6 separate regions of the Mus musculus genome follow, and all the other regions are linked to region 1. Evidence: chromatin contacts called from public HiChIP or PLAC-seq and promoter capture Hi-C data. All regions are on one chromosome and are shown on one strand. The core of a region is the stretch at or near the end of the contact, and the rest is flanking DNA. Distances in the headings are between cores, read along the strand shown. Region 1 holds the start of Pcgf2 (polycomb group ring finger 2). Region 2 holds the start of Arhgap23 (Rho GTPase activating protein 23). Region 3 overlaps Plxdc1 (plexin domain containing 1). Region 4 has its middle 32 kb from the start of Fbxo47. Region 5 overlaps Srcin1 (SRC kinase signaling inhibitor 1). Region 6 holds the start of B230217C12Rik (RIKEN cDNA B230217C12 gene).

What was found. HiChIP or PLAC-seq counts read pairs in DNA pulled down with a chosen protein or histone mark. Capture Hi-C pulls out chosen DNA fragments and counts their contacts.
Region 2: an H3K4me3 HiChIP or PLAC-seq map of embryonic limb bud shows a contact between it and region 1, with 3 times the contacts expected there. The contact joins the promoter of Arhgap23 here to the promoter of Pcgf2 in region 1. A contact is called at or near these places in 9 of 39 promoter capture datasets (the 3T3-L1 cell line, cranial neural crest, embryonic stem cells and 5 more), 1 of 484 Hi-C or Micro-C datasets (the G1E-ER4 cell line), 9 of 115 datasets of contacts at active chromatin or transcription factors (bone marrow-derived macrophages, embryonic basal ganglia, embryonic forebrain and 5 more) and 1 of 9 other capture datasets (liver).
Region 3: an HNF4G HiChIP or PLAC-seq map of pancreatic cancer cells shows a contact between it and region 1. The contact joins the enhancer-like site here to the promoter of Pcgf2 in region 1. A contact is called at or near these places in 1 of 39 promoter capture datasets (cranial neural crest), 4 of 115 datasets of contacts at active chromatin or transcription factors (the SCID.adh cell line, effector CD8 T cells, embryonic stem cells and 1 more) and 1 of 9 other capture datasets (pancreatic islet).
Region 4: a contact with region 1 is called in an H3K4me3 HiChIP or PLAC-seq map of embryonic stem cells, with 14 read pairs. The contact joins the enhancer-like site here to the promoter of Pcgf2 in region 1. A contact is called at or near these places in 5 of 39 promoter capture datasets (hippocampal neurons, liver, neutrophils and 1 more), 1 of 115 datasets of contacts at active chromatin or transcription factors (embryonic stem cells) and 1 of 9 other capture datasets (pancreatic islet).
Region 5: a contact with region 1 is called in an H3K4me3 HiChIP or PLAC-seq map of embryonic stem cells, with 20 read pairs. The contact joins the enhancer-like site here to the promoter of Pcgf2 in region 1. A contact is called at or near these places in 11 of 39 promoter capture datasets (the 3T3-L1 cell line, the C10 cell line, embryonic stem cells and 7 more), 20 of 484 Hi-C or Micro-C datasets (B cells, CD8 T cells, the G1E-ER4 cell line and 11 more), 24 of 115 datasets of contacts at active chromatin or transcription factors (the 230-238 cell line, the HPC-7 cell line, the SCID.adh cell line and 13 more) and 5 of 9 other capture datasets (adipose tissue, embryonic stem cells, liver and 2 more).
Region 6: a promoter capture Hi-C map of adipose tissue shows a contact between it and region 1. The contact joins the promoter of B230217C12Rik here to the promoter of Pcgf2 in region 1. A contact is called at or near these places in 4 of 39 promoter capture datasets (embryonic stem cells, hippocampal neurons, liver and 1 more), 6 of 484 Hi-C or Micro-C datasets (the N1E-115 cell line, Th1 cells, cerebellum and 3 more), 2 of 115 datasets of contacts at active chromatin or transcription factors (both in embryonic stem cells) and 3 of 9 other capture datasets (adipose tissue, liver and pancreatic islet).

Annotation. Positions count from the first base shown.
Region 1 is chr11:97,696,766-97,701,686 of GRCm38.p6, reverse strand. It overlaps Pcgf2 (polycomb group ring finger 2), which reads left to right and starts at 2,039. Exons shown (of 10, transcript NM_001163308.1): 1 at 2,039-2,151.
Region 2 is chr11:97,447,332-97,452,252 of GRCm38.p6, reverse strand. It overlaps Arhgap23 (Rho GTPase activating protein 23), which reads right to left and starts at 2,093. Exons shown (of 19, transcript NM_021493.2): 1 at 1,888-2,093; 2 at 1-861. The coding sequence starts at 726.
Region 3 is chr11:97,934,223-97,939,143 of GRCm38.p6, reverse strand. It overlaps Plxdc1 (plexin domain containing 1), which reads left to right. Exons shown (of 14, transcript NM_028199.3): 9 at 533-614. Among named protein-coding and RNA genes, the nearest start is that of Plxdc1, 50 kb to the left of the region's middle. Within about 2 kb of position 3,048, at least 43 of the 459 cell types and tissues checked have an H3K27ac peak or open chromatin away from gene starts, as enhancers often do. A contact at or near this core is called in pancreatic cancer cells, where this site is marked.
Region 4 is chr11:97,913,387-97,918,307 of GRCm38.p6, reverse strand. No RefSeq gene overlaps it. Among named protein-coding and RNA genes, the nearest start is that of Fbxo47, 32 kb to the right of the region's middle. Within about 2 kb of position 2,082, at least 11 of the 459 cell types and tissues checked have an H3K27ac peak or open chromatin away from gene starts, as enhancers often do. A contact at or near this core is called in embryonic stem cells, where this site is marked.
Region 5 is chr11:97,508,679-97,513,599 of GRCm38.p6, reverse strand. It overlaps Srcin1 (SRC kinase signaling inhibitor 1), which reads left to right. Exons shown (of 20, transcript NM_018873.2): 20 at 952-4,260. The coding sequence ends at 1,086. Among named protein-coding and RNA genes, the nearest start is that of 4933428G20Rik, 11 kb to the right of the region's middle. Within about 2 kb of position 2,094, at least 81 of the 459 cell types and tissues checked have an H3K27ac peak or open chromatin away from gene starts, as enhancers often do. A contact at or near this core is called in B cells, CD8 T cells, the G1E-ER4 cell line and 8 more, where this site is marked.
Region 6 is chr11:97,839,255-97,844,175 of GRCm38.p6, reverse strand. It overlaps B230217C12Rik (RIKEN cDNA B230217C12 gene), which reads right to left and starts at 3,041. Exons shown (of 3, transcript NR_169086.1): 1 at 2,947-3,041; 2 at 2,600-2,702; 3 at 739-1,992.

The DNA of each region.
Region 1 (4,921 bases), core at 790-3,289:
AAAATAAGCGCTCTTCATGTTCGCTGAGCACACTGGAGAAGGTGGGCAGGAGGAAGATGTGCAAGGGACTCTTTCCATCCGTTCTCTAGACATTTGGCTCAAAGGAAGTCTCTTGTGGACTCCCTCTTCTATGTTTGCAGATCACCTGGCGCTTCAAACATGGAGAAGGGACTTTTCCAGCTTATTGCCCTCGCTGGCCCTGCTCGGTGTCAAAGCCCAGCTTACCTACTGTGCCTAAAACAGTACTTGCCGTTGGCACAGAGAACTTTCGATGTTGGGACAGTTAAGTCAGCGGCTCTCCCGATGAACCACAGGGATTAGCAATATCCCAGCATAGATGATTTATTGGAGTCTTAGTGGGTGGTGGGTCTTCAGTGTGTCCCTACTCTCCAGCGGTTTCCTTGGAACTGGACCTTAATAATTGAGGAGCAAATGGATACCCACCCCAATAAACAAAAGGTAGCCAGGCAGTACCCTTCACGTTGAGCAATTGTGTTTGCTCTAGCAGAGTTCAAGATGCTGGGACACATGGGCCGTGATGACAGTGGGCGTGTCTAACTCGAGACCCCTTTCCACAGTAGCCTGTGAGCTCGTGGTACCCGATGTAGGGATTGGGAAGCAAGTGACCGATCCTCCCGGGGCCTCTTCCGCTCCCACTTGGACCACCCGATCTAAGCGGAAATCTCTTGCCTTTCCTTTACACCGTCATTCGGCTCTGCAGGCTGAGAGCTGAGGCTGGTGGGGTCACTGGGCGGACAGACTTCACAGGGCTCCTGATAAGCGGTCCAGTGTATAAAAGCACTCACTTCGGGACTGCTTTAGGCTTGGAACAAGGAGAGGAGGCAGGCTCGACAAAGATTCGTTCCTTACTCGAGCCAACCCACCAGGCGCTTAAAGGCTTTTCAGGCCGGATAATCGAGCTCTTTGGAGGGACAGTCACAGTGGCCACCCCCCAATAAATCATAAGTAACGAATCAGCGAAATCGAGCGACCTATTGAGGTCCACGGTTCTTGTGGTAACGCAGAATCGATTCGCTTCCTTGGCGCCGTCTCTTCTAGCTCTCCTTCCTACTCTGCCCGGGGCCCGGAGCCGCTGGGGACCGGAGAGCGAGCGCTGGGTGGAGCCGAGGGCGACAGTCGGAGTGGGCTGGCACCAGCCACCTTCGCGCTCGCCGGCCCCTCCGCGGCCGCGAGGGAGGCGCACCGGCGGCGAAAAGGCGCGCGTCCTCTCTCGACTCCTCGCTTCCTATTGCGTCGGGGCCTCTCGAATTCGGCTAGTTATTGTGTCTCTGGCTCGGCGCCCGAGTTCGTGTCTCGGGCTGCTCTCCCCGCCCCGGACTGCGTTCCATTCTTCTCCGCCCGAGCACGCTGAGCGCGCCAGCCTCGGCCACAGCCAAGCCCCGAGGCCACCGTGCGTTTCCCGCGAGGTGCGAGGACCCCGAATCGGTGTGGGGAGGCGGTGAGGTCACGCTCGGGGGGGGATCACACACGCACTTAGGAATCCCAAGGGATTCAGCTGGAGTGAGCGAACCTCACTCGGACGCGTGGCCAGCGGCGCCGCGTCCCCCGCCCAAGCGCCCTTTGGTAGCGGCGACGCACCGGGTGCCGCGAGACACATTTCCGCCCAGTCTGCATCTCACCATTTTCCAAGCTCCCCAGCTAGGGTAGGGATCGCAGAGTCGGTGGAAGTGGGGAGAACACACTTATTTTAGGAGGAGGTGGTGGTTTCATGACTGAAGGTAACACAATAGGACCTTTCCTCCGGGTTCAAGGGATCTGCTTGGATAAGAGGTGGTCTCCTCTTGGTTTGGGGGAAGCCCAGCGCAAGGCGGTGGGGAGCAGCTGAGCTAGCCTCTCCCCCTCCTCTTTCCCTCTCTGCAAACATCCTGAAGGAATGAGGTCACGTGGGTGAGTAGTGGGCGGGACCTACTCTTGTCTGGAGGAAAAAAGCCATTTTGCCCCCCCCCACGGCCCCTCCCCTCCCCTCTGGTCCCCTCCCCTCCCCAAGCTGCTCTTACAAACTCCTTTCTTATCATAGGTTTCTCCCCTCCCGCCGACCGAGCGAGCGACAGGGCTGTGGTCCCCCTCCCCTCCCTTCCCTCCCTCCCTCCCATCCCCCCCTCCCCGAGACCCACCGGACCCCGAAGCCAGGTAAGCGGACGCCGACTCGCGCTTGCCTCCTTGCTACCTCGTAAGCGTCTAGGGCTGGCGACCGGGACCCGTTCACCTTTCCCCGCAGACCCCAATGGGAGCCGGGAGCCCCGGCCTGGCCTGCCGCCCGCGTCCCTTCCCGCCCCGCCAGCCGCTGTCCAAGCTCGCCCGGTCCGCCTTTCTTTCTCTCGTTCCCGGTCTCTCTCTCTTTTTTTTTCCTTTCCTCCCTTCCAAGATGGCCGAAGTGGATTCCCCCTCTTAACGATTTGGAGTCTCCCTCGACCACCTCCTCTTTGTGCAGCAGCCCCCTGCTAAGACCCTGCTTGCGAGGTATCGAGGGGGAGGGTCCGGGCGGCCACGAGGGCTTTGGGGACATACGCTAGGGTGGGTCTCGCCCCCCCCTCCGCCCCCGACCCGAGGATCTCCACAAGCTGGAGCAGACTGTGGCTCGGCCCCTTCGAGTCGGGCAAGGGTCGCCTCCCGAGTGGGCAGTGAGCGTGGTAGACGCGCGAGGACTTGAGGCCCGGAGGAAGGGGACTTGGCTTTCTGGTGGCCGAGGGAGGGCGCCCTAACTCCTGGGGTCGGGATCTTGGGCACCTCCCCCAGAGGTCCCTTTCGTCCCGGTGCGAGGCGCCCCGCCCCCTCCCTGAACCACCTCGGCTGAGCTTTTCCCTACCTCCCTCCCGGGGCCCCACCAAACTTTGGCTCTAGGGAGGGAAGGAGTGGCCACTCGGTCACTGGGGGTGCCTGATCCTTTGACCTAGGCTTCGCGGGGAAGCAAGGGTGGAGGGGAAAGAACGGGAGTGAGGAGAGATTTAGCATGCTCTGTCTTTTCATGAGTGGCCAAGGGGTCTGATGAGCTGGCCCTTCTGCCACAGGAGGCGAAAAGGGAAGCGGCTACTCTTTTCTCCTTGAGCTCTGCCGCTGCTAGCTCTGAAACCCGGGGAACCCTGAGCCTGCAGACGCCCCGCGCCCTTCCTGACTCCCAGGGGCGTCTAGGCAAGCCCCCTACTCTTCCATCCCTCACTTCCCGGGTCTATCCAAAATTGCTGTGGTTGCTTGATCGAGAAGGGTGTGTGTATGTGTAAATTTAAATATGTTTAAGTATGTACAGGTGTTACCTAGAGCTGTCCCTGCGTCTTTGTCTCTCGTAGCCCCCGGCCGAGCTCCCGCCATCCCCCATGTTGCCTCAGTCTCTTTTGGTCTTCCTCTCGCTGAGGGAGGGGCTTCTCTTAGCTGGCTCTCACAGTCTTGGGCCTCCCTCTCTGGACTTCTTGCAGTTGTGCTGTTCCCGAAACTCATGACAACCCCACCCCCACCCCCAACATACACACATCCCTGCTCCAAGGTGTTATTACTGTAATCGGAGGAGCATAAAGCCAGCTCTGTTGTAGCATTTTGGTGGAGAGGTTTTCCCAGGGGTTCCCCTGGTTTGAGGTTGGGGCTTGCACACTTAGAACTGTGTTTGGAATAAGGCAGGAAACAGCCTCCAGGATCCAGTCCGGCTGTCGCGTCGCCTGATCCTGTTCAAGTTGAAGGCTTGGGAGGTGAGCAGGGGAGGGGGAAAGGAACTCCCTGAGTGGTTGATGGAGCTGTTGCCATGGGAATGGAGAGAGGCTGAAGTGGAAGAGGTTACATGTTATACAGGTCAGATGCCTACTGTAGCGCCCCCCTACCCCCACCCCGGACCCTATAGCGGAGTGGTGGTGGGGCGCTGACCTGTCTTTGTTGCTGGAAGACTTAAATTATAATTTGCCCTGAGAGGACTAGAGGTTCGCAGAAGGTTAATGTCTGTGGCTCCAGTTTCAGGCAGGGATGTGATGGGGTGGGTGGAAATGACTTCTGCATCTGTGGAGTAGGAGCCTGGCTCCAGCCTTGCTGTGTATGTGGTGGTGTGTGTCTGGCCAAGTGTCTGTCTGGCCTGTGTGCATGACCAGGCTTATCTGGCTCTGGGTGCTGGGGATGTAAGAGATGAAGGGGGTGTGTCTGGCTCCGGATGTGAGCATCTTACTGAGCTGCTGTCTGTAAATTCTTTATTACTGTTTTATTTATTCATTTATTTATTTATTTCTGTTTTCAGGAACTGAGTGGTAGGTCGAGGCTTCTATCTTTTTTCCATGCTAAGGGCTGTACCACTGCCAAAGGTTAGGAAAAGATAAGAGGGGCTGGTGAGATGGCTCAACGGGTAAGAGCACCCGACTGCTCTTCCGAAGGTCCTGAGTTCAAATCCCAGCAACCACATGGTGGCTCACAACCATCTATAAGGAGATCTGACTCGCTCTTCTAGAGTGTCTGAAGACAGCTACAGTGTACTTACATAGAATAAATAAATAATAAAAAAAAAGAAAGAAAGAAAAGATAAGAGATTTTGTGTCCTGGTGCAGAACCCCTCTGACTCGTACATGAACACATGAGATTTGCTTGCAGAGCTGGGTCTATGATGCCGGGAGGGGAACCAATGCTAGAAATTCATGTCTACATGCTATACTCTGGCTCGTTCTGGTTTCCATTGTGCCCTAAGTTTCCCCATCTGTAATGCGGAGGTGGTGTAAGGCATTAGCTTTTGCCTCCCATTCAGCAGGCCCACAGGATGGGCGTCTCAGCAGTCGCTCTCTGTCCTTCTACCCACCTGCTCAGCTCTTCCGCTGAGTCCGAGCATCGCCCGTTTTTTTTTTTTCTGAGTGACCTTGGGCAAGTCACATCTAAGTTTTTTTTCATCTGTAAATTGAGAAGACTTCACAACAGTGCTTTCAAAGATCACATGGAGTGG
Region 2 (4,921 bases), core at 844-3,343, 250 kb after region 1:
GCTGAAGGTGGGAAGTCCCCCAAAGGGTGAGTCCCGGAAGGAGAGGGCGTGCAAGAGACCAGTCCGGCGCTGGAATGATGGGCTATAGCTCCGATATCCAATGTACCCGATGTCATCCAGGCCCTGCAGGCCAGATGGGGGAGGGGCCTGGGTCAAGTCCCGAGAAGGGCAAGCAGAGGTGCGGGCAGATGGGCGCTGGGAAGCCCAACCACAGCGTTCAAGACGAGGGGACACCAGTGCTCCTGGACCCAGTGCTTCAGCAGAGCGGGTAGCCCGGCTCAGGTAATCGTCTGAGCGAGCTCGGTGCCAACCCTCCTGGCCCAGCTGGCTCAAGGCATCCTGGGAGGTGGAGCAGGGCCATGGGTGGTGGGTAGTCACATCCTCCAACCGGTCCTGGGAGGCACTGCGGGCCCGGGGTGGCATGGCTGGGCACCGTCTCTCCCCCGCTCTGCGGGGTATCTGATTGGACAGCCAGTGTGACAGAGCCTGCTGGCACTCCAGTCTGCTGGGAAGCACCCGGCTGCCAGGCTCTGGGAAGGCACGGGGTGTCCGGGACTCTGAAGGGAGGTGGGGAAAGGCACCAGGGCTTGGGCGGGGCTGGCTCATCCCCAAGGAAGAGTTGTCCAGGTGGGCACGGGTGGCAGATGGGACACGGGACCCTGGGTCACTCCAGGCAGCAGGACTCCGGGGATCTGGGGGTAGTGCTGAGATGGGCTCAGGCACCATAGTAGCCCAGGCAGGGGCCCTGGTTGGTGGAGCATAGGTCTTCCGTGGGTAGCAGAGTGGAGGTGGTTCTGGGATGCTGCGGGCCTCTCCAGAATACGGCTCGTTGCCCTTTAGGTAGGCATCCTGGGAGTAGGCCTGGCCGGAAACACAGAGGCATAAAAGCATGAGCAGACCGGACTCAGATGACAGGCATCAGCCCTAGGGTACCCAGGTTCTCACAAGGAAATGCAAGGGAGCTGATTAAGTAGGGGCATCCTGAATGGATGAGGGTGTGCTCCAAGGAGAGTCCTGAGGGAGGACAAAGAGATAAGATTCATTCTCTCTCTCTCTCTCTCTCTCTCTCTCAAAATAGCCAGATTTCTGTAAGACTTTTAAAACAAGGACAGCCTTTAGCCACAAACATTCCAACATCTGTTTGCTAGGGCCCTCCCCCATCCTGCCCTCCTCCACCCTGCCCTCCCCTGCCTACAGTTCCTTTATGTCCAATGATGCCCACAGCTCCTGGCTGCAGTTCAGTGGGGGCAATGGGCAGAAATCTGTCAAGGTGGTTAGAGGACCTTAGAAAGCTGGCTACGGAGTGGGTGTGTCCAAGGAGGGGTGGTCTGAGGGTAGGCGGAGGCTGGAAGAGGCCAAGGTCCCTTCACTATAGGGTGATGTGAGCTGGGGCCCAGGGCCTGTACTCTGTGGTGAAGAACATGACCACTTCTTGCCCCCCCAGAGACCAGTTTAAAGGAGGGGCTGGACAAGCTAAGGGGCCTTGGGCCACCTCCTGCCACCCCAGGCCTGGAATTTGGCACTGGCTGCTGAAGCTGACGCTGCATTGCTGAGGAGTGACAGGGCTGGTGCCCAGGCTCAGCCAAAAAAGGAGGCACCCCACCCCCGGACAGCAGCCTTGTGGCTCTTGCCGAGCCTAGTGCTGGCTGAGCTGAGGGGGCCTGTTTCAGCAAAGGGTGAAGGGTGAGCCCAGACACACACACATACTACATCACATCACAGAGAAACGGCAAGATACACACCCCGAAAGACACTGCACACACAATGAGACACACAAAAAACTACCCCTCCAGTCCCAAACACAAACATCATGTGACAAGGACCAGCTAACCACACCCCCGCACCCTCGGCCCCTCCAGCCTGGCATCCTGGGCCAGCGACACATACCTCCTCCTCCTGCCATCCTGCTGGCTCCTGGAGCTCCCAGCATCACAGTGGCGGAGACAGCATTCCGCCAGCCTGTGACTGCTGCCCAGCTACCTCTCACTAGGGCCCCTGCACAGCTGATTTAAGTCCCTTAGTCCCCTTAGCCAGCCCTCCCTGAAGCTTCCCCTCTCCCCCACCCGGCTCTCTTCGGCTGCCTGGCGGTAGGAGGAGGGAGGATGGGTGTGGAGGGGACTTGCCGCGTCGGTGGTGGCGTCAGCAGCTGCCGCCACCCGATTGGCCTCCAGCCTTGGCTCCCAACCACAGGAATGCCTGGGCCCCACCCTCTGGCTGACTGGAGATGGCGGGTCGTGGGAGCTCCCAGATGTTGACATCTGGGGATGCCAGCCTACTTGGGTCTAGGTCTGGCAGAGTTCAAGGCTGCTGCCCTTGCTGCCCCTTGCCCCTGACAGCTGGACTGAGGCAGGGTGCCATGCCCTGTTCCTCTCTCATAACTGGAGCACAGGCAGCTCTTTAAGACTCTGGGTGAGCCGTGCACCTCTCTGAGCCTCCATTCTTTCCCTCTCAACTCCAGGAAGTGCAAGGGGACAACTGAGGTCAGGAATGGAGGTTCCCCGGGGAGGCATCATGCCAAGTGTGGCCCTGTCATTACAGTGACACAGCCAAAGCCAGCACAGCAGCTCCGAGCCTCTGGGCTTGGCCCTTAGCCATCCTCTGAGGGGCAGTGACCGAAGAGGCAAGCAAGCTGGCATCTGAGTTGGAGCCAAGAGACCAAGAACAGGGCACTAGGCAAGGGGGACTGTTTCAGGCTCCAGACACAAGGCTCTGGGCTTGCTTCACACAACACATGTGGGGCAGGCCTTTGGGTAGCACCCTCCCAAAGGGTTTTATGTTCTCGGTGTGCTGAGACACTGGTTGTGACAAGTTCAGACTTTGTATCTCACGTGGATGAATTTGGGATTCTATGATATCACTAAGCATAGATGCCTGAAAGGGGCTGTGGCATGCGGTGACATTTGTGGGCAGCATTGCGATAACACACCAGTGTATGCTTATGTCACAACAGCACAGAATCCAGATGTGTACAGAGTTTGTGCTACAAGACAGAGGTGCAAGTGAGGCTGCTGTGAGGTCCCACTGTGTGCTACCTGGGTACTGCGGTACACTGGCACAGAGACAGGGAGAGGCTCTGTGAGTCCTGCCCGGCAATGCTGTGTCTTCTATGGAGCTGAGTTGTACAGGGCTATGCAGGATTGAGCGTCCTGATATGTACCAAGTGGTACCTCTGGCCGTGGGATGTGTTGAAGGGTGGTGTTTGGAGTTCGAATCTATGGACACACCTCTAGAGCCATGTTCCCTCAGGCCAAGTGAGGAGGGGGTACAGGGAACAGGCATCTCTCACAGGAGCAAACAAGAACATGCCAAGCTGGCAGGGCCCGCTGGGCCACCCTCTTTTCAGATACCCTGGCAGGAATCCTGCTTACCAAGGCCAGCACCTCCTCTCTCTCTCCTCCTCTCTCTCTCTAGCACAGAGCAGGCTCAAGTGAAGCAAGAAGCAGCCCCGGCCCAGGGATGGGCCTGGAAGCACCAGTTGAGCAATGCTGGGCTGTTTCCTTCTCTTTTCTCCCACAGGGGCCCTCCATGCAGACAGAAGGACTCACCAGCTGGAGGATGTCCTCGTCCTTGGGCATGATAGAGAGCTCCAGGGTGTCGTCACTGCAGAGACAGGGAGAGGGTCAAGCAGAGGCAACAGGACAGTGTCTGGGGAGAGGGATCCGGTTGCAGGGCCCAGGTTGGGGGGAAAGGAGTCTGGGTGCCTGCGTGCTACCTTGGCCAGACACTCACCTGTTCTGGATCAGACCTATGACCTGGGAGTAGGTCTTCCCAATGATGCTCTCCCCATTCACCTTCACCAGCCGGTCTCCTAGGGACAAGGGATCACATGTGAGAATCCAAAGCAGGAGCGCAGTGTACCCATGTACTAAGCATGAATGGAAGTAAACGAAGAGGAATCTCACCAGCATCTAGGTTCATGAATCCCAACCCAATTAAAATCGATGTGAGTCCCAGAGGAGTGTTACATCAGGTCACAGACAAGCTCACCTGTGCGAAGCCCCGCCCTGTGGGCGGGGCCACCATCCTTCACATTCTTCACAAAGATGGTGTCCATGGGCTCCAGGCGGTGCCGTGGGGAGGGTCCTGGTGGGCATCAGCCAGGTTAGCTGGGGGTGGTTGCTGAAGGTCACACCCATGCACAGCTACACACACAGAGGACACACACTCAGAGGATGATCACACAGTCACAAGCATGCAATGACCCACACATCCACAGGACCTATGCCCACAGTCAGACAAGGGCCCACACCAGAAGGATACATAGAGAGCTGTCCAAACCCATGAGCTGAGTCTCTGTCCTCTGCTAGAAGCCAGACTACACAGCATGTGTGGACAGACACAGCCTCTGCCCTTCCAGAGTTCTTGGTCAAGCAGACTTCGTACATAAGTCACAAGACAACGGAAAGGGTGCCATGCAAGAGGACCCTACAGGGCTGACGACACCTGGATGTGAGTCTGAACTGAATCCCTGAAACCCACATAAAGATGGAAGGAGAAAGCTAACTCTGCCAAGTCGTCCTCTGATCTCTACACTCTGCATGGCACATGCACACTCTGGCATTAGCCTAAGCGCATGCATGTGCGTGTACACACACACACACACACACACTAATAAAGTTTAAAAGGAGGTCTCTATCTGAGCTGGAGAGATGGACCTGAGGTTTCAGAGCACTGGCTGCTCTTGCACAGGGCCTCGGTTTGGTTTCCAGCGTGCATTATCAGCTCACAACTGCCATACAACTGTAACACTAATTCCAGGGGACCAACACGCTCTTCTAACACTCTGGCTCCCTGCACATACATGGTGCGCATACACACACACACACACACACACACACACACACACACACACATACACACACACACACTCAGGTACAAATGCTCATAAAATATTTTTTAAAAAATAAGGCACCTATCAAGT
Region 3 (4,921 bases), core at 1,799-4,298, 240 kb before region 1:
GAGAGCATTTCACATGGGGTCAGCAGACAAGAAGCCTGGCTCCCAACCCCTGGGCTTCCACTCAGCAATGGACCCACGCACACTCAAGCTGGGACTTCCACTCTTGGTTATATCTCTCTGGGTGGGTTCTTACAGACACCCTTGGAGGTGTTTTTTCTAGGTGATTCAGAATTCAGTCAAGTAGATGATGAAGAGCAACCATCCCAGGGACCAATAGCCAGGAGGCGGAGGGGGAGAGCAAGAATCGGGAAGGAGGAATTGCCTCCAATAATCCCAGCACTCGGAAGGCAGAGGCAGGAGGATGTCTGGGAGTTTGAGGTCAGACTGGTCTACATGGCTAGCTCCAGGACAGTCAGGGCTACACAGAGAGGCCCTGTTTCAGAGCATAACAATGACAAAAGGGAGAAGAGAGGCAATAATGACCTTTAGGGTCCTCAAAGTCAGAGGCACTGCGGTTCAGGAAGCACCCTGAATTCAGAAGCCCCTGGAAGCAGTGACGGGATGCTGACATAGACCACCTCCTCTCTTGCAGCCTGCCTCCAGCATCAGAGTTGCGACACCTGCGTGTCCTCGAATCTAACCTTCAACTGCAGCTGGTGCCATGTCCTGCAGAGGTTTGTGTCTAGGTTATACACCAAGTTCGGAGAATAGACCACGGGGGCGAGGGTAAGGATTGGCATGGGGGTAGCCAGAGTCCACTGACAGCCTCAGGCCTCACTGCCCACTCTCTGCAAGCATCAGGATCTCTCTGTTGAGTGTCAGTGTAGCTCTTAGGACAAGAATGTCACAAATAAATTTTACTCAAGGCTTGTACCTGATCAAGGTTGGTGTTAGCAGAGTAAGACCTGGGGTGGCCAGGCTTCTGGAGTTCCCAGAGGATATAGATCTTTCTTGCTCCTGGAAAGCTAACTCATTCTGAGCCAGGACTTCAGGAAGAGTCGGTCAGAGCTGTGGTCAGACCAGAGTCACTGGCCTCTTCAGTCGAGATTTACAGAGAGATCCCAGGCCTGCATCTTAACATGGTAACCTATTTATAAGCAACTGACAGGCCATATCACAAAAAGCCCATCATTGCTGGGTGAGCTCCCAAAAGTAGCCCAAGATCTTTTCTGGGCTGGACCAGGGTTTCCTGAAAACCAGGGGCATGGGCACTACAGGTATCCATGGTTACCCAGGCAGCTACAAAGCTTTGTTTGCTTGCTTTTGGAGGCTCCGGATATTCTGGATGAGATTCAGTTTTGTGGTTAAAGTTCTTAAACCCAACTTATCCTTGTTCTGAAATCATCTCCTTATAGATTAGACTCACAATTAAACCTCTGTTCTTCTAGCCAAGATAAATAAATGGTGGGAAAGTCTCTTTTGAGGATGATGGCTCTCCTGAGAGTGTGAAGCCCCACGAATTCCAAGAGCCTTTAAGGCCATCCTGAAAATGTCAGAACTGCAGGCTCCAGGTCTCTGTGCAGCTGTTGCACAGCTGTCAGCATCTCAACTGCTTCCTTCCAACATCCCAGAGCAGAAATAGAAGCTCTTGATCCTACAGCCTGCTGGCCTGGCACACTGGAGGCAAACCACCCATCAGGGAGCAGTGGGCATGGGATGCACAGGGGCTCAGCCTCCCTACTGTTCTTCCTTCCAGCTGTGCCCAGGATCTTTTTCTTGGGACCTCAGTTCCTTTACCCCATGAAAAGGCCAGCATTTGTGACTCGGGGAGGTGTGGGTGTGGCAGACACTGTTATGGCAGCTTCTGCAGTGCCAGGTAGCATTTTACCAAACACAACCAGGGCCCCTAAGAGGAAAGGCACAGAGCCCCAGAAGAAGTAGCTGGCCTAGCCCCTTAGCTGTCTTCCAGTTACTGCCTGTAGAGTGTGAGAACCACCTGCAAGGCTTGGTAAAAAGGCCAGCTGGGCTGGGTGTGGTGGTGTAGGCTTTTAATCCTAGCATGTAGGAGACAGAGGTAGGCCGATAGCTATGATATTTAAAGTCATCCTGATTTACATTGTGAGTTCCGGGACAGCCAAGGCTTCGTAGTGAGACCCTGTCTCAAAGAAACAAAACAAAGCAAGCCAGGTCAGGGCTGGAGAGGTGAGTCAGCTGTTACTAACACTGGCTGCTCTTTCAGAGGGACACTGTTCAAATCTCAGCCCTCATAGTAGCTAACCAGCTGCAATTCCAGCTCCAAGGATCTATCGCCCTCTTCTGACCTCTGCAGGCACTGCATGCTCATGGTACACAGATAATACATGCAGGCAAAACACCCAGATATGTTAAAAAAAATTTTTTTTAAGATAAATCTTAAAAAACAAAACAAAACAAAACAAAAAAACATCTGGTCTTAGTGGCACATGCCTATAATTCCAGCACTTGAGAGGAAGGTCATCTTTAGTTGTGTAGTGACTCTGAGACCAGCAGACAACAAAATGTGATCCTGAGAGACAAAGATCCCAAAAGCATCATTTTGGAGTGCTTCATCTCATACATTTTTCTTTCTTTCTTCATCTCATACATTTTCTTCCTTCCCTCTTTCCTTCCTTTCTTTACTTTCTCTTTCTCTCTATTTCTTCCTTTTTAAGATTTTATTTATTTTATGTATATGAGTACACTGTTGCTGTCTTCAGACACATCAGAAAAAAAGGCATCGGACCCCATTACATATGGTTGTGAGCCACCAAGTCACAACTGGGAATTGAACTCAGGACCTCTAGAAGAGCAGTCAGTGCTCTTAACCACTGAGCCATCTCTCCAGCCCCATTTTTTTTTAAAAAAGGTTTATTTATATTTTATATGTAGAGTTTATGTGTACTTTCATGCAGTGCCTAAGGAAGCCAGGGGATGTCGTTGGATCACTTGTAACTAGAGTGACAGGTGGTTGTGAGCTACCATGTGGGTACTGGGAATTGAACCCATATCCTTTGCAAGATCAGCCAGTACCCCTATCTCATGCATTTTTAAAGCTGAGGCATGTTTTCTGAGCCTTAGGGTGATGCCTGAGGTGACCTCACATGGTCCCTGGGATCCTGGGGCTCCTGCCAGGTATGACTCAGCATCCAACCCATGCTGAGTCATAGGGAAAAAAAATTAAAGACGGCTCCTGCAGACAAAGCAGTCTCTCCCTTCACCACCAACCCCAGTTAGTGGCCACACCCAACTTAGAGACAAGGCAGTGTAATGAGACCCGGAGTTCCCTGGTGTAAAGATGCTGGCCAGGTGGGGGAGTTTGGGGGCTCTGCTGGTGGGTTGTACCTCTGTTAAAGCAGAGATGCTCTATCAGAGGGTACAAGGGAGCAGAAACTACTCATTTCAGGCCGACACCCACAGCACCGTGGGCTCACTCCAGCCCCTGCTTCCCCCAGCCAGCTCTCTAAGAGCCTCAGCTCCAAATGAGAGTTAATCCTAGGTTCCTGAAAAGCCAGAGGCATACCTGTGAGTCTCTTCTCCCTCTCTTCCATTCCCCCACTCAGGGCCTCCCTTCCCTGCTGTGAGAAGAACAATCTCACTGACCATGCAGGTACCTTGTTTGTATTCTACAATTGTCCCGTTGATTCACAGAGGAGTCCAAGGGTGGCTTCAGCCCTGCAGTTGCTTAGTACTTCTCACCTCACCGTAACATCATGAGGGTCCCTGGGAATGGGTCTGGTGCGGTGGCTGACATTCAAGAGGCACTCAGTAAGGCCCGTTCTCACTCCCTTCTCTGAGACAGTGTTGGCTAGCTCGAGGCTTAACATGTGGTGCGGTTGAACCCAAACTGAAAACTTGGGGTTGTGGTGGGTTTTGGTTTTTTGGTTTTTGATTTGTTTATGCATATGAATGTTTTGCCTGAATGTAAGTCTGTGCACCGTGTACATGCCTGGAACCCTTGGAGGCCAGAAGAGGACACTGGATCCCCTGGAACTGGAGTTACAGAAAGTTGTGATTTTCCATGTAGTTGCTGGGGACAGAACCTTGGTCAACTTGCTGTATACACCAGGAGGGCCTTGAACTGATTCTTGGCCATACACTGCTGCAACCGCTATGGAGACTCAGACTATTCTGTTTGTTTGTTTTTCAAGACAGGGTTTCTCTGTGTAGCCTTGGCTGTCCTGGAACTCACTCTGTAGCCCAGGCTGGCCTCAAACTCAGATCCACCTTCCTCTGTCTCCAGAGCGCTGGAATTAAAGGCGTGCGCCACCACTGCCAGACCCAACCCAGTCTTAGAGGAATCCGCCAACATCACCAAAGAAGCCTGAGTTCCAGTCTCCAAAGTCCTCTTTGTCCTCCATCCCCTAAATAGTGGGCTAGGATATCATGAAAGCAGGAGTGACTGACCCAGCTCAGCCCCTGTGGATGGCCTCGGGAAGCATTGCTTTGCCTTGCTGGAGTGTGGGCACATGGCAGATGCTGTGACTGAGTTAGCTTGCTGAGCATGCTCTCTCTGTGCTAGTGGCTTAGGATCTTACTCTTGGGTTGCAGATATGCCTGGGTTGTGTAGGGCTTAGTAGCTTCCTTTGGCACTAAGAAGGAAGAATGGAAACTTAAGCGGGATGATGCAAAGAACATCCTCTGTTTCGTGCTTGCACGCCACCCTCTCCCTAGGAAAGCCCTTGACATCTTCTGTCTGAACTGCAGCATCCTCTCCAGGGAGCCTCCTCAGTCTCGGTACCATCCTTGTTGCTGCCTCCTTGTGATTACATAGGGAGAGCTGGCTACATCAGCTGATGCCACCCTCCACCCAACCTCTGCTGCCAGGGGGGAGTCTCCTCAATAGTGGTGGGAAGCCCTTGAATGAGCAAGACTTTCTCCAAAAAAAAGCATAATCACAGACATCCCAGCCCTGCCCTAGGACAGAGTTGAGGGGACCCCGAGAGGTCCCAGGGTCCTATACGCACACAAACATGCTGGGCAGAGAAAGCCTTGATCAGAAGGAAGAACTAGAGGGCATGAGGGT
Region 4 (4,921 bases), core at 833-3,332, 220 kb before region 1:
CTCCTCCCCAGAGCCTGCCATGACTGAAAATCCTGGTTACATTCAGCTTCCTCCCACCCCAGAGCTCCAGGCAACAGAGAAGCCTATTGTTGTGATCATAAAAAGAGAAATAGCTATAAGATGTATTCTGGCAGGGTGTGGGGGAAGGGGTGCCTCAGCCGGCCCATGTGGAGGCATCCCTTGCCCCTGAGGGATCAGACACACACTGATATAGTATAGAATAGAGTTTATTCAGGGCATGGGGAGGGGAGTTAAGAGAGTAGTAGAGGCAGAGAGAAGGAGAGAGTAGATAAGTGGAGGCTGGCAGTGACCATGTGGAAAGAGGGGGGAAGGGAATGGGGAGAGTGGGGGCAAGAGTGTAAGAGAGAGAGGAGGGGCCAAGCAGCCCCTTGTATATTGGGCCAAGCCTACCTGGCTGTTGCCATGTAACTGTGGAGGTGGAGTTTAGACAGAATACCAACACCTATAGTCAAAAGGCCCCAGCCTGAGGCATGATAGAAAGAGATTATTGGGGACCTGAGGTGTCTTACTTAGGGTTTCATTGCTGTGAAGAGACAATATGACCACGGCAAGTCTTATAAAGAGAAACATTTAACTGGGGCTGGCTTACAGATTCAGAGGTTTAGTCTGTTACTGTCATGGTGGGACACGTTGGCGTGCAGGCAGACATGGTGCTGGAGAAAGAGCTGAGAGTTCTACATCTTGATCCACAGGCATCAGAAGGAAACTGTGTGCCACACTGGGTATAGCTTGGGCATAGGAGACCCCAAAACCCACTTCCATAATATCACACTTCCTCCAACACAGCCACACCTACTCCAACAAGGCCACACCTCCTAGTAGTACCACTCCTGTGAGTCTATGGGGACCATTCCTGTCTAACCACCGCATGAGGAAAAAGAAGACCACCTTACCAGAGGTGAGAGAAGCCTCGCGCCAACTGAGAAGTTAGAACCCTAGCATTTGTTGTAAAAGCTGCTGATGGGGTTCATATTCCCTTTATAGAGAGATATTTAGCATTAAAGCAACAATCTGGATTCTGAATACATATGGCCTTAGGTAAGGCATTATTGCTTGCTTTAGACATCGCCTGAGAGTCTACAACATAAATGAATAGACAGTTGTCTCAAATTGTGAATTGGGGTTAATGACGGGCGGAAAGTACTCGGAGGAAAGGTTCTAACAGCTTATTATTCATAAACAGCAATAAACAAATAAATGGCAATATGGGACAGCAAGCGTGCGTGCGCGCGCGCGCACACACACACACACACACACACACACACACACACACACCACACCTCACACTCACACTTCACTAATATTCTGGTCTGGCCAGCTATAGCCTGACTCGAGGGCGGCTCTCAGATAAGGCTCACGACTCTTTCCTGCTGCTGTTCGGATCCACTGGAGCTGGCCGAGTCGGTGCTGACTTTTGTCTTGTCCGGGCAGCGGGCGTCCACGTGGATCAACACAATGTATCTCAGTTGGGCCCCGGGAGTTGAGCAAGTTGCTATACCTGACCAGGTTTGTTTTTTGTTTTTTTTTTTTTAACTAAATCCAGCCAATTACAACTAGGGCGTTTCACACATTTCTTCATGAGTTATCCTTATCATCCTCACAAGCGCGCTCTCGCACACACGCACATACTCACACACTCTATGGCTTAGTTTCCATAGTTATCTAGGGCCGTGGGCTCAGTGAGTGCAGCAGCCACGGTGGGCTCAAATCAGTGATGGCAGCAGACAGCTTCTCAGCTCTGGGGGAAAAATGCCTTCTGGGGCTATGTGTTCCTCACAACTGTTAACTCTGGAGACGGCAGAGCCCGCTCAGTGATACAGTGGGAGTCTTCTCTTCTCCTTTCTCAACACGTCAACCCTCTGTCTGTCAAAGGTTTTATGGACTTCTTCTTCCATAGAAGCTCAACTTTCTAGACAGGAAGTGGATTCTGCCACAGCCTCAAGAGTTTTGAGGTTCCACTGTTGGGCAACCCCATGGGGCTAGGCTCTGGCCCTCTCACCATTGGGTGACCCCATGCCACTAGGCTCTGGCTTTCCAGGAATAGTCTTCTCTCATCATTGGGTCACAGGGCTTACAGACTGGAACGTACCATTTTCCAGCCTACAGAGGGGCTCTCTTATCCAACCCCCCAACCTTGTGGCTTTGTACAAGGGAGACTGAAGCCTGATGAAGAGAATTGCCTGGGACCCCAGAGCATGTGGGAAAGCCCCGACTGTGACATCAGAGTGGGGTGGTGGGAGAGCAAGCACTTGCCTCTGAAGCTACAGGGCCTGACTCCATTCCCAGGAACTCGGTATCTCCCTCTTACTTTTTATATCAGTTTACTGGAGATGATGGGTCCCAGCCTCACCAGGCTTCTGGGAGGGTCGAACACCCACTCAGTGTCTGGAACACATGCACCCCCTTGATGTTTGTTTTTTTTTAATTGTTAATGGCTTAGTACACTCATCCATTGGCCCAGGGTGGAAAAGAGATTTTTTTTTTTTTTTTGGTGTTTTCTGCTATGTCTCCCAAAAGGAGGAGTTCTGCTTGGCCGGCTGTCTACATCTTTCAGACACCACCTGCTAATCCAGGGTGAATGTGAAGAGCCTTTGTGGGCAGCTTGGCGGGAATCTGACATTGGCCAAGGACAAGGAAATGGGCTTCAGGAAGGAATCTGACATGAGACTGTGACAAGGAAGTAAGTTCAGGCAGGAGTCTTAATCTTAGGGTAGAACAAAAGAAGTAGGCTTCAGGCAAGAATCCAGTTTTGAGCTTGGACATGGAAGTGGGCTCTGGTATTTTGGTCATTCTGAAGTCCTTGGAAACTGCAGAGGGAGTAACCATGGGACTTTGCTTACTGCCTTGCTAATTCCTTATTGTACTGCTCGCCCTTAAAACTTGCCTGTAATTACAATGGTATAAAAAGCAGATTGGGAAAAATTAAACCGAGGGGCGGTGGTGGTGCACACCTTTAATCCCAGCACTCGGGAGGCAGAGGCAGGCGAATTTCTAGGTTCAAGGCCAGCCTGGTCTACAGAGTGAGTTCCAGGACAGCCAGGGCTATACAGAGAAACCCTGTATCGAAAAACCAAATAAACAAACAAACAAACTTGCCTTCAGCTGGGCAGTGGTGGCAAATGCCTTTGATCCCAGCACTTGGGAGGCAGAGGCAGGCGGATTTCTGGGTTTAAGGCCAGCCTGGTCTACAGAGTGAGTTACAGGACAGCCAAGGCTATACAGAGAAACCCTGTCTTGAAAAAAAAAACAAAAATCAAAAAACAAAAAACAAACAAAACTTGCCTTCAGTCTCAGAACTGGCTGGGGTCATGTTACAATGTTGTCTTTTTTCTTTTTAATTTTCACTCCTGCCCCGGAAAACCTGTTGACTGATTAAGCAGGATTGGTCCTGTAAGGAGAGACACCTCCATCCCCCACGGGACAACTATCACTGTTCTGAGGACAGAGGCATTTGAACACTAACTCCCCACAAGTTCCTGCCATCCTATATGTGTCCTCAAAACATATCTTTAGCACAATGACTTGTGATTGTGAAGGCTGAAACAGGAGAATCCTGAGTTTGAGGCTAACCTGGGCTACACAGGGACAAGAGTGAGCTTCTATATCTGAAAAAAAAATCTCTGTTTCTATATCTGGAGATCTCCAGAGATCTCTGTCACTGCCTCATTCTCTCTCTCTCTCTCTCTCCTCTCTCTCTCATTCTCTCTCTCTCTCTCTCTCTCACACACACACACACACACACACACACACACACACACACACACACACACACACACACATTCTTTGTGGGAAGAAAGAAAGAAAGAGAGCAGGCAGCGTTCCCAGGATGTCAAGGCACTGAGCTGATTTTTCTCTTTCAATCACATTAACCATTACCAGTTCCTTTTAGAGACAGATTAGTCTGGGGTGTGCCTCCGTGGTAGAGGCTGCCCTAGCATTTGAGGCTCTAGGTCTGAGCATCAGTAAATAAACAAAACAAACCTTAGCCCAACACAGTAGCTAAGTGACACTGGGCTTGTGACAGGTCTTCACTGGATAAGGTAAATGAGGGTAGGCCCAACATCTCTTCTCCTTGTCAGAGCGGCTCCGCCACCCCCCCCACCCCACCCCCACCCCCACCCCCACGGATTTGATAATGAGAAGAAACCGGCTGGAAAGCCTTCAGGCTCTTTCAAGGTCACAGAAGGAGACACAGCAATCTCGGGTGATGCTTTCTTACACGGGTGGGTTTGGAGGGGCTCGGCCTGAGAGAGGGCAGGGTAAGGCGTGAGACCTGGCTGCAGGCTCCTCTTATCCTTAGGTGAATGCAGAAACCAAACTTGGGGCGGTCCCCTGCCAGTTTTTGGTCCTCAGCATCCACATGCATAACTCATAGGCAGTGTGCTTCAGAGTGAGGGCGCACAAAACCAAGAAAGACCAAGAACACAGCAATGGACAAACCGCTTCTCAGACCGAGGGCACTGCGGCGGACAAACCCCTTCTCAGACCCTGCTTTCCATCCAGGTTCCAGTTTCTGGAGAAAATCGACTGCTGTGAAATAGACACAGAGGAGGGGGGAATGGAGGGGATTCTTGTCCTGCCACTAAGATCAGGCACCCAAAGTCTACCATGCACATCTCCGCCGGGCCCTCGATGTCCTTCCCCCTCCCGCTCGCCTCTGACAACTAAAGGAAGACCTGTCCCATGGTGTCATCTATCTACTGTCTTCATTTTCCCGGCTGTTTGGATTTGACAAGTGGCAATTATAAGAACCTAGGTGCAGGTGGGTCTCACCATCCACTTGTCTCCCACACTCTCTTCGGAGCTCATCAGTCTGGCAAAGGCAGCGCCCCACTTCTGCCCCCACCCCCTTCTTTCCCCCACGCTTAATCAAAGGATTCCTCTGTAGAGCTTTATACCT
Region 5 (4,921 bases), core at 845-3,344, 190 kb after region 1:
TGTGTGTCATCATTCCCCAGTGGTGACACCTGCTTAAAATGCACAGTCCCACCCCAAAAGTAGAGATGACTCTGGAAGGACTCCCTGGAATGTGACACATGCCACAGAATGTACCCTGGAGATGACACAGGTGGTTCTTAAGCCATACCTTGGAGGCCATGGCCCAAAGAACAAACCTGGGGGACAAATATAAAAGAAGTAAGGAGAGTGTTGTGCACGCGTGAGCACAGGGCATTCTGACTGGGAGGCAAACCTGGAGCACGGCTTGTGCCTCAGAGAATGGTCTCCAGCTACCTTAGGGGCACTTGGGACTGGGATGGGGGAGGGGCATGAACAGGGAGGGCCACAGTGGGGATCCCTGAACTGGGAGGGATGCTGGTGGTGGCAGGTGGCTACTCCCAGTTCCCAGATGGGGCTAGCTCATTCCAGCTTAGACCAGGGGCCTTCTGGTGAGGACTGGTCTCCCACAGAGGTCAGAGGCAGGACTTTTACTGCTGGGCTGAGCTACTGACCCCATCTGCCCTGGCTTTAGATGCATCCCTGTTGCTACTAACCATACACTTCTTCTCCCTCCCTCACCCCCCCTCCCACCCCCTGTCCCCTCTGCCTGTCCTGGGCTGGGTCTCTCTGGTGTCTCTTCTGTCTTCTGTCTTTCCTCTCTCAGTAACCATGGACTGAACCCCCCCTCCCCACTCTGCTTTCCAGGCCTTTGATCCAACCCCATGGCTCCCCTCAACCTTCTTTGTGCCCTGACGACACACTTCCCCACCCTGTCCCCCCCAGTTCAGAGGAGCACTCTCTCCAGCTGCCCCGCCCCCTCTGGTTCTCGCTTTTGCAGTTAATTGTCTCTTGGACTTGTGGAGTTTCCCCATTTTTCAACACTTCAGCCAGGAGCCAGCATGAAGGCTCTCCTTTGCTCTCTCTGACCCCTGACCCCTGTTTTTGTTCCAGGCCACTAAACCATCTAAAGAGGTGAGCGGTCCGAATGAGACCTCAAGCCCCGGCTCAGAAAAGCCCTCTGGTTCCAGAACCTCCATCCCTGTATTGACTTCCTTTGGGGCAAGGAATTCTTCCATCTCCTTCTAGAAGCCCCTCATGCCACCACCCCAGCCCGCCCCTCCCATACTCCCGCCATCCGTCCCTCCTTCCTTTCATGCCCGCTCTACCCTGCCCACTCTCACGCCTGAAAGGTTGCAGGGGGCATGGCCCTTTGCCCTCTCATCTCCTCTTGGTGTTTTTGGTTTTTTAAGCGATTTCCTTTAATTATCTTTCTTTTCCTTTTTTTCTTTTTTAAAGAGCAAATGAGAAAGCTAAAAACCAAACACACCAACTTCCCCTGACTTCCGGTTCCCTAGCGGCCTCTGCTCCGCCCACTTCCTGTCATCTTCTTCCCCTCTGCTCTTTCACCCTCCTCCCCTCCCCTCCCCCCAAGTCCATCCAAAGTTCCCACCTCCTCTAACTTCCCAAGAACACTTGGAACAAACTCTGAGCCACGGAGACTTGGAGCGGAGCGAGGCCCCCCTCCCGTTACTGGGTTCCTTCCTGGAGGAACAGATGGACAAGGACTGACCCAGCATCAGGCTGGACAATGGACAAGGGAGACCCTGGCCTTGGAGACGCCCACTGTCTGTCCAGCCTTCGAAGAGACAGAACTCTGCTGCTGGCCTGTGGTTTTTCTTTCAAACCAGGGTGGGCCTGGAAGCAGGCCTAGCTGGAGGGGATCCCCAGAGAAGAGGCCAAGGCTGGGTGTGAGGAGGGAAAGGGGGGACACTAGGTGCCAGGGGAGAAGCCGGCTCGCTGCTGCTCAGTGTCCGGCTGGTGCTAGCAACAGATGGAAGGAGGTCTCCAGGACACCTGTTATGGAAGGTGCTTCTGGGGACAGCCTGCCCCTGGGGATCTGCCTTGGGAGAGGGCAGTTCTGAGAGGGGCATCTGGTACTTTTAGTTCCCTAATTTAGCACTTTAAATGCCATTAACTTATTTTATGGGGGTGGGGTGGGGAAGATGGAAGGGCCTAGAAACATGTTTGGAGGGTGGGAAGGGTCTGGTTTGAGGGATACAGGGAGACGGGACGGGTGGGTGCAGTAAAGTCTCTGACCCCTAGAGGGCGCAACTTGACCTTCAGCCAGCCTCTATGATTTGAGGGTTTTCAGGGAAGGCATGAGATGCGACGACTTGCCGGTGGGGATCTGGTGACCACTTGTCAGGTGTTTGAGGGTCCCCAAGGCAGAAGAGCCAGTTAGTACTCCAGTCTGGATACCTTGCAGGGGTCCTGCACAGGACAGACTGGCTTTGAATGGGTCCAGGAGTCTAAGGGAGAGGCTGACTTGGTTCTGGCCTGGCCCCCAGCCGCTACAGTGGGGCCAGAGCAAGAAGGAAGAAGATCGGGAAGGTGGAGGGGCTTCCCTTTGGAGCACAAAGCATGTAAGCACAGAGGTGTGGTCTTGGGACCAGTCCCACAGTAGCACAGAGAGGAGCCATTGAAGGGACAGAACCCCAGGACCCTGGCGCCCAGCAGGGGAAAGCCAAGCGGCAGCTGTTGAGGGTTTGGGTTGGGAGGGAAAACTGGGTTGTGTTTCCTTTCTTTGATTTTGTTTATTTTTATTTCTATTTTTGTTTTGTTAGTTTGCTCTTGTTTTCTAGCTTTGGGTCATTTTTGTACTAAGGCAAGCAAGCCTTTTTGAAAAATAACAAAAGAAGAAGAAAAAAATCCCTCCCAGAAAAAAAAACAAAAACAAAAAACAAAACAAAAAACAAAAAAACCTAAAAAAAATAGAAAAAAAAAAAGGACCTCACAATGATGCAATTACTTTTAATTGCAAGCAACTCTTTACATTTAAGTGAAGTGTCTTAACATTTTATATTGTTTTAAAAATATATTTACATATTATATATATATAATATACGTAATATAAATATATATAAATATTTAAAAAAGAAAAAAAAAAAAAGAAAACCACAGCACACTCTCCCTGGCCACTGTCTGGCAGGGGAGGGGCTGGGGACAGGCGTGTGGCCTGGTTTCTGTAGTCCCTGTGGAGCAGTTTGGTTTGATTTGGCTGTACAGAGACCCCTGGCTTGGGAGGGGAGGGGGAGGGGCCCCTCCACTCCATTTCTCTTTGCTTGCTACTCTTTGCTTGCCCCCACACCCGCTCAGCCCTGAGACCTGAGTGTGCGCCCCTCCGTCATTGTCCTGAGTTGAGTGTCCTTTGTGGAGAGACAGGGAGGTGGAAGAAGTGACTATTCATGCAGGGGCTGCCCCACGAGCTCAGGCAAGGCCCCCGTGGGCTTTGCGTAGTTCTAGTTCTTCAATTTGGTTACTGCGCGAGTGTGTCCTGGAAGGAATTTGTATGGGATTGTGTGCAGCCTCTGTGTGTGTGTGCACACGCTGGCACAAGCCTACATAACTTGTGTGTGCACATGCATGGGTTGTGTGTGCATAGGCAAAACGTGATATTGTATGTGTGAAGCCTTGTACATGTATGTGAATGTGACCTGCCTGGTATCAACATGATTGTGTGAGGAGAGCCTTGGGAGTAAGGACGTGTGTGATGTGTGTGGACACGCCTGGCTGTTCACGTGAGGACCACATAGGGATGGGTTTAGATAACGTCAGCTGTGGGTATGGTTGTATGCAGGTGCAGGCAGGCGTGTGAGAGGGTCTCTGTGTGTGAGAGTACTCGTGTGCATGTGTGTGTTCCATCATCCCTGCACCACTCGCCCGGCACCCCTCCCAAGCTCCCCACCCCACCTGTCTTCTCAAAGCCCACAGCACGTCAATCCCCGCCCCCACCCCCAGCTGCATGCGCCTCGCCGCTATCCATCAGTGTGTGCTTGACAAGAGAAACTGCCACATCGGGGGACCCTGTACCTGGTCCCCTCACCCCTGCCCGCTGTGCTGTGATACTCGCATGGGGGGTTCTCTCTGGCCCCTTCCACAATATACTCTTTTCCCCAGGGGCCTCGGGCAAAGGCTCTGAGTGAGGTCCCAAGTGGGGCCCCCCAAGGCCAGCCCGGCTCCACACCCACCCGTCCACCCTGTAGGGCCTGTGTTGGTGTAGAAGTGATGGCGTCTGTGGATATTGTGACCTCTGTCAGTGTAAATTGACGATTTCTAAATGGAAAGGGTTGCTGTGTTTTCTGTCTCCTTTTTAATGTCCTTTCTCTCTTCCCCACCTCCCCGCTCTCTTCCCGTCCCTTTTGGTTTTTCTAGCCGAGTGTTGGGGCTTTAATAAAACTTGTTTCTTTTTTCTCTCCTGGATCTTCTTCCTGTGGGCTGTGCCTCGTTATTTCACTGGGGCATGGAAGGAAGTGGGGTGAAGAGCAGAGGGGTGGGGACTCTGAAGCCAGCATGCCCTGAGTTAGAGGGCATGGCACAGAGAAGGGACAGACAGGGCAGGAAGCACTTGATTCCTGCTACCATGGGGAAGGACACTGCAAGCGCCTTTTTTTTTTTTTTTTTTTTTTAATTTTGAGACAGGGTTTCTCTGTGTAGCCCTGGCTGTCCTGGAACTGGCTCTGTAGACCAGGCTGGCCTTGGCTCAGAGATCCACTACCTTCCTCTACATTCCCGGTGTGGGATTAGAGGCATGTGTTACCATGCCCAGCTAACTCCACTAATTCCAAAGAGTCAGCTTCAGGCTGGATGTCACAGAAGAGACCGCCAGTGAGTTAGATCCTGGGCATCTTTCCTGTGTCACAGAACCAGAGATCTCTAAACTCACAGTTTGGATTCAGCTCCGCCTGGCCCCAGTGCCCAGCTCTTGATGGTCAGATTACCTGGAGCGCTGCCTTGTTGGGTTCCATCCTCTGGCCCACTGGGAGGGATAAGCCCTGATGTATACTCCATCACTTTCAGACTCCTGGAACTAACGGAAACTTACATGAAATACATGAAACAGATGTGCAGTGAAATGTACCTG
Region 6 (4,921 bases), core at 1,792-4,291, 140 kb before region 1:
TGAGAGCGTGGTAACGACTCACTCACGGCTGTCCACAGTTACTTAGCTAGAGTTTTAGATTTGTTTGTTTTGTTTTAAGACAAGGTTTCCCTGTGTTACCCTGGCTGTCCTGAACTCACTCTGTAGACCAGGCTGGCCTCAAACTTAGAGATCTGCCTACCTCTGCCTCCTGAGTATGTCACCACACCTGGCTGTTTTAGAATTTTAACATGGGAAGAGATAGGAAATCTTTTCCAGTCTGGGAATAAACTAGAGCTGTAGCGCTTAAATGACTGTGACCTAGGTAGAATTGATGTTTCTTTCTTCTCTGGATTGTATCTTTTTAGTTGTTTGTTTGTTTGGGTTTTGGTTTGTTTTTTTTTTTTTCCAGACACAGTGTCTCTGAGTAGCCCTGGATGTTCTCAAATTCACTTTATAGTCCAGGCTGGCCTGGAACTCACAGAGATCTGCTTGCCTCTGTCTCATGAGTGCTGGGCCTAAAGACCACTGCCCGGCTATCACCATTAATTTCAGATGTAAGGGTCTTGGGCTGGGGCTGGTAGAGTACTTGGCTAGCACGGGGGAGGCCCTGGGTTCAATCCCGAGCACTGTAGAGATAAAGAATGGGAAGAGGTGAGCTCTATCCCTGCTGCTGTTGGCAGTCCTCCTGCCTCAGCTCTAGAACTACAGGGTAACCACAAGGTTTGTCCAGGAAGGAATTTAAGATGCAAACTTGTAGCATAAATTATACAATCTCAATTTTTGCCTCTCTCTTTATTTATTTATTTTATATATACAGGTGTATGTCTGTACGCCACTTGTGTGTATAGTACATGCAAAACCCAGAAAATATCAAAATTTCTGGAACTGGAGTTACAGATGACTGTGAGCCACTATCTAGGTGCTGGGAACCAAAACGGGGTCCCTTGCAAAAGCAACAAGTGTTGTTAACAGCTGAGTCATCTCTCCAGCCCCTCTCTAGAAGATAGGATCTCATGTAGTCAAGGCCGGCCTTGAACTCCTGACCCTTCTGTCTCTACTCCCAAGTGCTAGCATTACAGGCGTGTGCTACAGTACTCAGCTCGTTCCTTCTTGAAACAGCAATTGAACAAAATATTATTACAAGAAATTATTCATTCATTCTTTTTTTCTTGTTTATTTTAACCTAAAAAAGAAAATCAATGCAGAGCAATTATGGTAGAGTCTTTAAGGGAATAATAGATAACACGGATTTGGGGTCAGATCCATGCTGTATCCTAAAACACAGTTTGTTTGTGTGTTTGTTTGTTTGTTTGTTTGAACCCTAATTGGACAAGGAAATAACAGCTTTGTTATTTTAAAGATAAAGGAACGTTTAAAATTTTTTTTAAAGTTTTCAAACCCTTCCATTTAGGGTAAAGTTTTTCTCCTAAATTAATATAGCCATTTTGTTTCAATGCTTTATAGGTAAGCACAAAGAATAAGGACTTTACAACCATGCGCCTCTAGTCAACTAAGGAGCTGGGAACAAATGAGAAAAGGAGGGAAGAAATGATAAACCTTAAAGAATGCAAATAACGGGAATTTTGAGGGTGGGGGATGGGTTGTAAGTCAAGGGAAACCACGCAACCTCAGGCTGTACAAACTGTAAATTACTGATCAGTGTTTGCCCTTGAGGTTACAAGGGAACGCCTGCTTGTGAAGCAGAAAGCAAAGAATATTTTAGCATCGTGTGCAGTTGCATTTAGACCTAAGGAAAGGCTGTCCATATGAATGTTTGGGCAGTCTCCACTCTGACTTCACTGTTCCAATCTTCCATATTCTGAATAGTCCCTGTCTACAGCTCAATCGCATGCAGCAGCTGCCAGTGGCTGGCATTCTTGGACTAACTCCTGATGTCCCCAGGAGTGCCCCTGCCTCACAGAATGCCTTCGTGCCAAGGGTCAGCCACATCCGGATACACTGGAAGAGATCAGTTGGGCCTCAGGATTGCTGCTGGTGGTGAGAGGCCTCTTGCTGGACCCGACACAGGAGCTGTGGGAAACCCAAAAACAATGGTCAGCTGCAAACTGCAGCAGGGGTACCCCTACTGGTCAGGAACTAGCAGGAGTTCTGAGAATCCTCCCCATTCCTCTACACAACTGGGGAAAGTGGGCATCTCCCTCACCCCTTACCCCAAGTAGGTTTCATTTGCTATTTTTTCTCAAGTGGGAGTTAATCACTAGTGAACTAATGAATGCAGTTATGGCGCAGCAGTGAATTAATGAATACAATTATGCCAGCAGATTTGAAAACTGCCTTGTCCACACATAAGGATGTACTGTAGTCATTGTCAGGAGAGAATGGACAACTTGGTTTTGCATCTACCTGGAAGGAAATTAGGAAATAATAGTCTGTCCCCCTCCACCCCCCAGCACACTCCCTCCCATCCTACCTAAAACCTAGTGCATTTTATTTATATTTATTTATTTACTTATTTGTAGTGATGTTTATTTTTAAGAAATAACATTTTAAATCAATTCCCAAAGAAAGCTGGCCTTTCTTATTCTTTTCACATTGATCCAAGAAATGCTACGTCAATGTGTATGACAAATAGATACAAAAACAAGCTTTCTTTTCATTTTTTTTTTTTAATCAATACCCGAATAATGACCAGAAGCAAAACTCCACCGGTGCGTCAGCAAGCAGGATGCTCGGCCCTTCAGCTCCATCCTTCCCCTCGCAGCCCCTGCAGCGCCAGGCCACTAGAGAAGGTAAATTATGTAGGACAGAACCACCAGGCCTATGATGGCAAAGAACATGAGGATGAAAATATCCAGCATGGCTCAGTACAAGCAGAGGAGTCCCCTCGATTCCGGGGAAGTGGGAGCTGCAAGCGTGGAGGTCGGTCAGCGCGGAGAAATGGCTCCTCTTCCCTCCCGCTTCCTGTTCCCTCCCCCTCCCGGGGACCTGAAGCTAAGGGATGCTGCAACCCCATCAGCAACTTACTCTCCACCTCCACCATCACGGCCAGCCAATCACAAAGTCCACGGTGGGTAACCAGGGAACAGCTACTTTTAGACCAGGCAAAACCGGAGAGGTTTAATTTCTTCCCAGGAAGCCAGCCCCGCCCCTTTGTGTGGAAAAAAAAAAACAAAACAAAAAAACCGCTATCTCTATTTAGATACAGTTTCTGCACTGAGTGGGCTGCTCCGGAAGGTGTGAGCGGAGGATCTCTACAGACTCCTTAGGAATGGATTTTTCTGCCTTCCTTTTTCCTTCTCCCTCTCACACATCTCTGGTAATCTATCTCAGAAGACAAATTGTTGCCAGTTTTGTGGGCCATTACCTAGTTCAGAGAACATAGAGGAAGGTCTCATGTGAGTCTCAGGAGGCGAGGGGTGGGGGTAGGGCGACCCTGGGCATGGATCTGAGTTTTCTCACTGTGCTGGGGGTCATTTCAACCAGTCTGAAGTCTTTTAAAGCCTGAGCTCAAGGGTGGTCAGGAGCTTGCGTGATAAATTTAACAACTTGTCAATAGGGGGCAGGAGTCAAAGCGAGCCTCTCACATTCCACCAGACGCTGGCTTGCCTTGTTGGTCTGGGAGATCCTCAGAGCCCAAGCTCATTTGTGTCACATGAGGTCTCTCCTTCCCTTCTGTGGTGCCAGTTTCCCCCGTTTGTTTTCTCTGGATCTTCTGAATTTACCTCGTGTCGTCATCAGAGAAAACAGCAAAAAACCCACTCACACCCGCTCCTAGTGTCTAGAGATGCAAATCCAAGCATGGTTTTGTTGTTTCTTTTTGTATTATTATTAATTATTGTTGTTGTTTTATTTTGTCTTGAGGGAGTCTCAGTTAGCCCAGGCTGGCCCTTGACTGGATTCTCCTGACTCTACCTCTCAGCCTCTGAGCACTGCCATTACAGCTGGCTTTCATGTGGTTTCTTCTGAGGGACCGAATCTTACAAAAACTCAATGATAGGGCTCAAGGGGTAATGGTGTTGTACACCAAACCTGAGGACCTGAGTTCAATCCCTGGGGCCCACAGTGGAAAGACAAGGACTCCTTTCTGTTAGTTGTCCTGTGATGTCCACACATGCCCTTTGGTGTACACACACATACATAAACAATCACATTAAAAAAAAAAAACCCACACCCACTGCGATGTATTTTGATTCTTTCTGCTTTGTGTTGTGTACCAACTGTTTATTAAAAAGGAAAGGATTTCTATAGGTCAGTTTCTAAGGTCTGGCATTCTTAGACTCTCCCCAAATATTTTCTTTGAAGGGTCTAGACCTTGAGATCTTAATAACCCCCTTTCTTTTTTCTTTTCTTTTTTTTTTTTTTTTTTTTTTTTTTTTTTTTTGGTTTTTTGAGACAGGGTTTCCCTGCAGCCCTGGAACTCACTTTGTAGACCAGGCTGGCCTCAAACTCAGAAATCCACCTGCCTCTGCCTCCCGAGTGCTGGGATTAAAGTCGTGCACCACTGCGCCCGGCCAGTAACACCCTTTCTAACAGGAACTTAGTCCACTCTCAAGAGGGGAGCCCTCCTGAGCAGGCGAGTCCAGCAGACAAGGCCACACTGGGTCACAGGCTTTTGGGCTGCTCTTGGGAAACTCGAACGCTGCTAGGTCCTTCCCCTGCCTGGAGCACTCCCCACACTCAGCTCACTCAGATTACACTTAGCCCTTGCCTCTCCCTGCTGTTCCGGAGGGAGTCCAGAGAATGCTTTCACGTGAAACCCAGGTAGGAAATGCCCCTCTCCACAAAGCCTCTGGCCAGGTGGCTGCCGACCAGGAGTCAGGGTCCAGCGGTGCTGTATTGCTCAGCACAGATGCCTTCCCAGGAGCAAAGAGGCTGCAGTGTTTGCCATCAAGCTGGCTGGGGACGGGCCATCCCAGAGCTGGGAGACGGGAGAGGGAAGACTGCCTCCCGCTGCCTGCCAGACTACCCTGTGGAGGGTTTCTCCAGGCTCCGTGGCTCT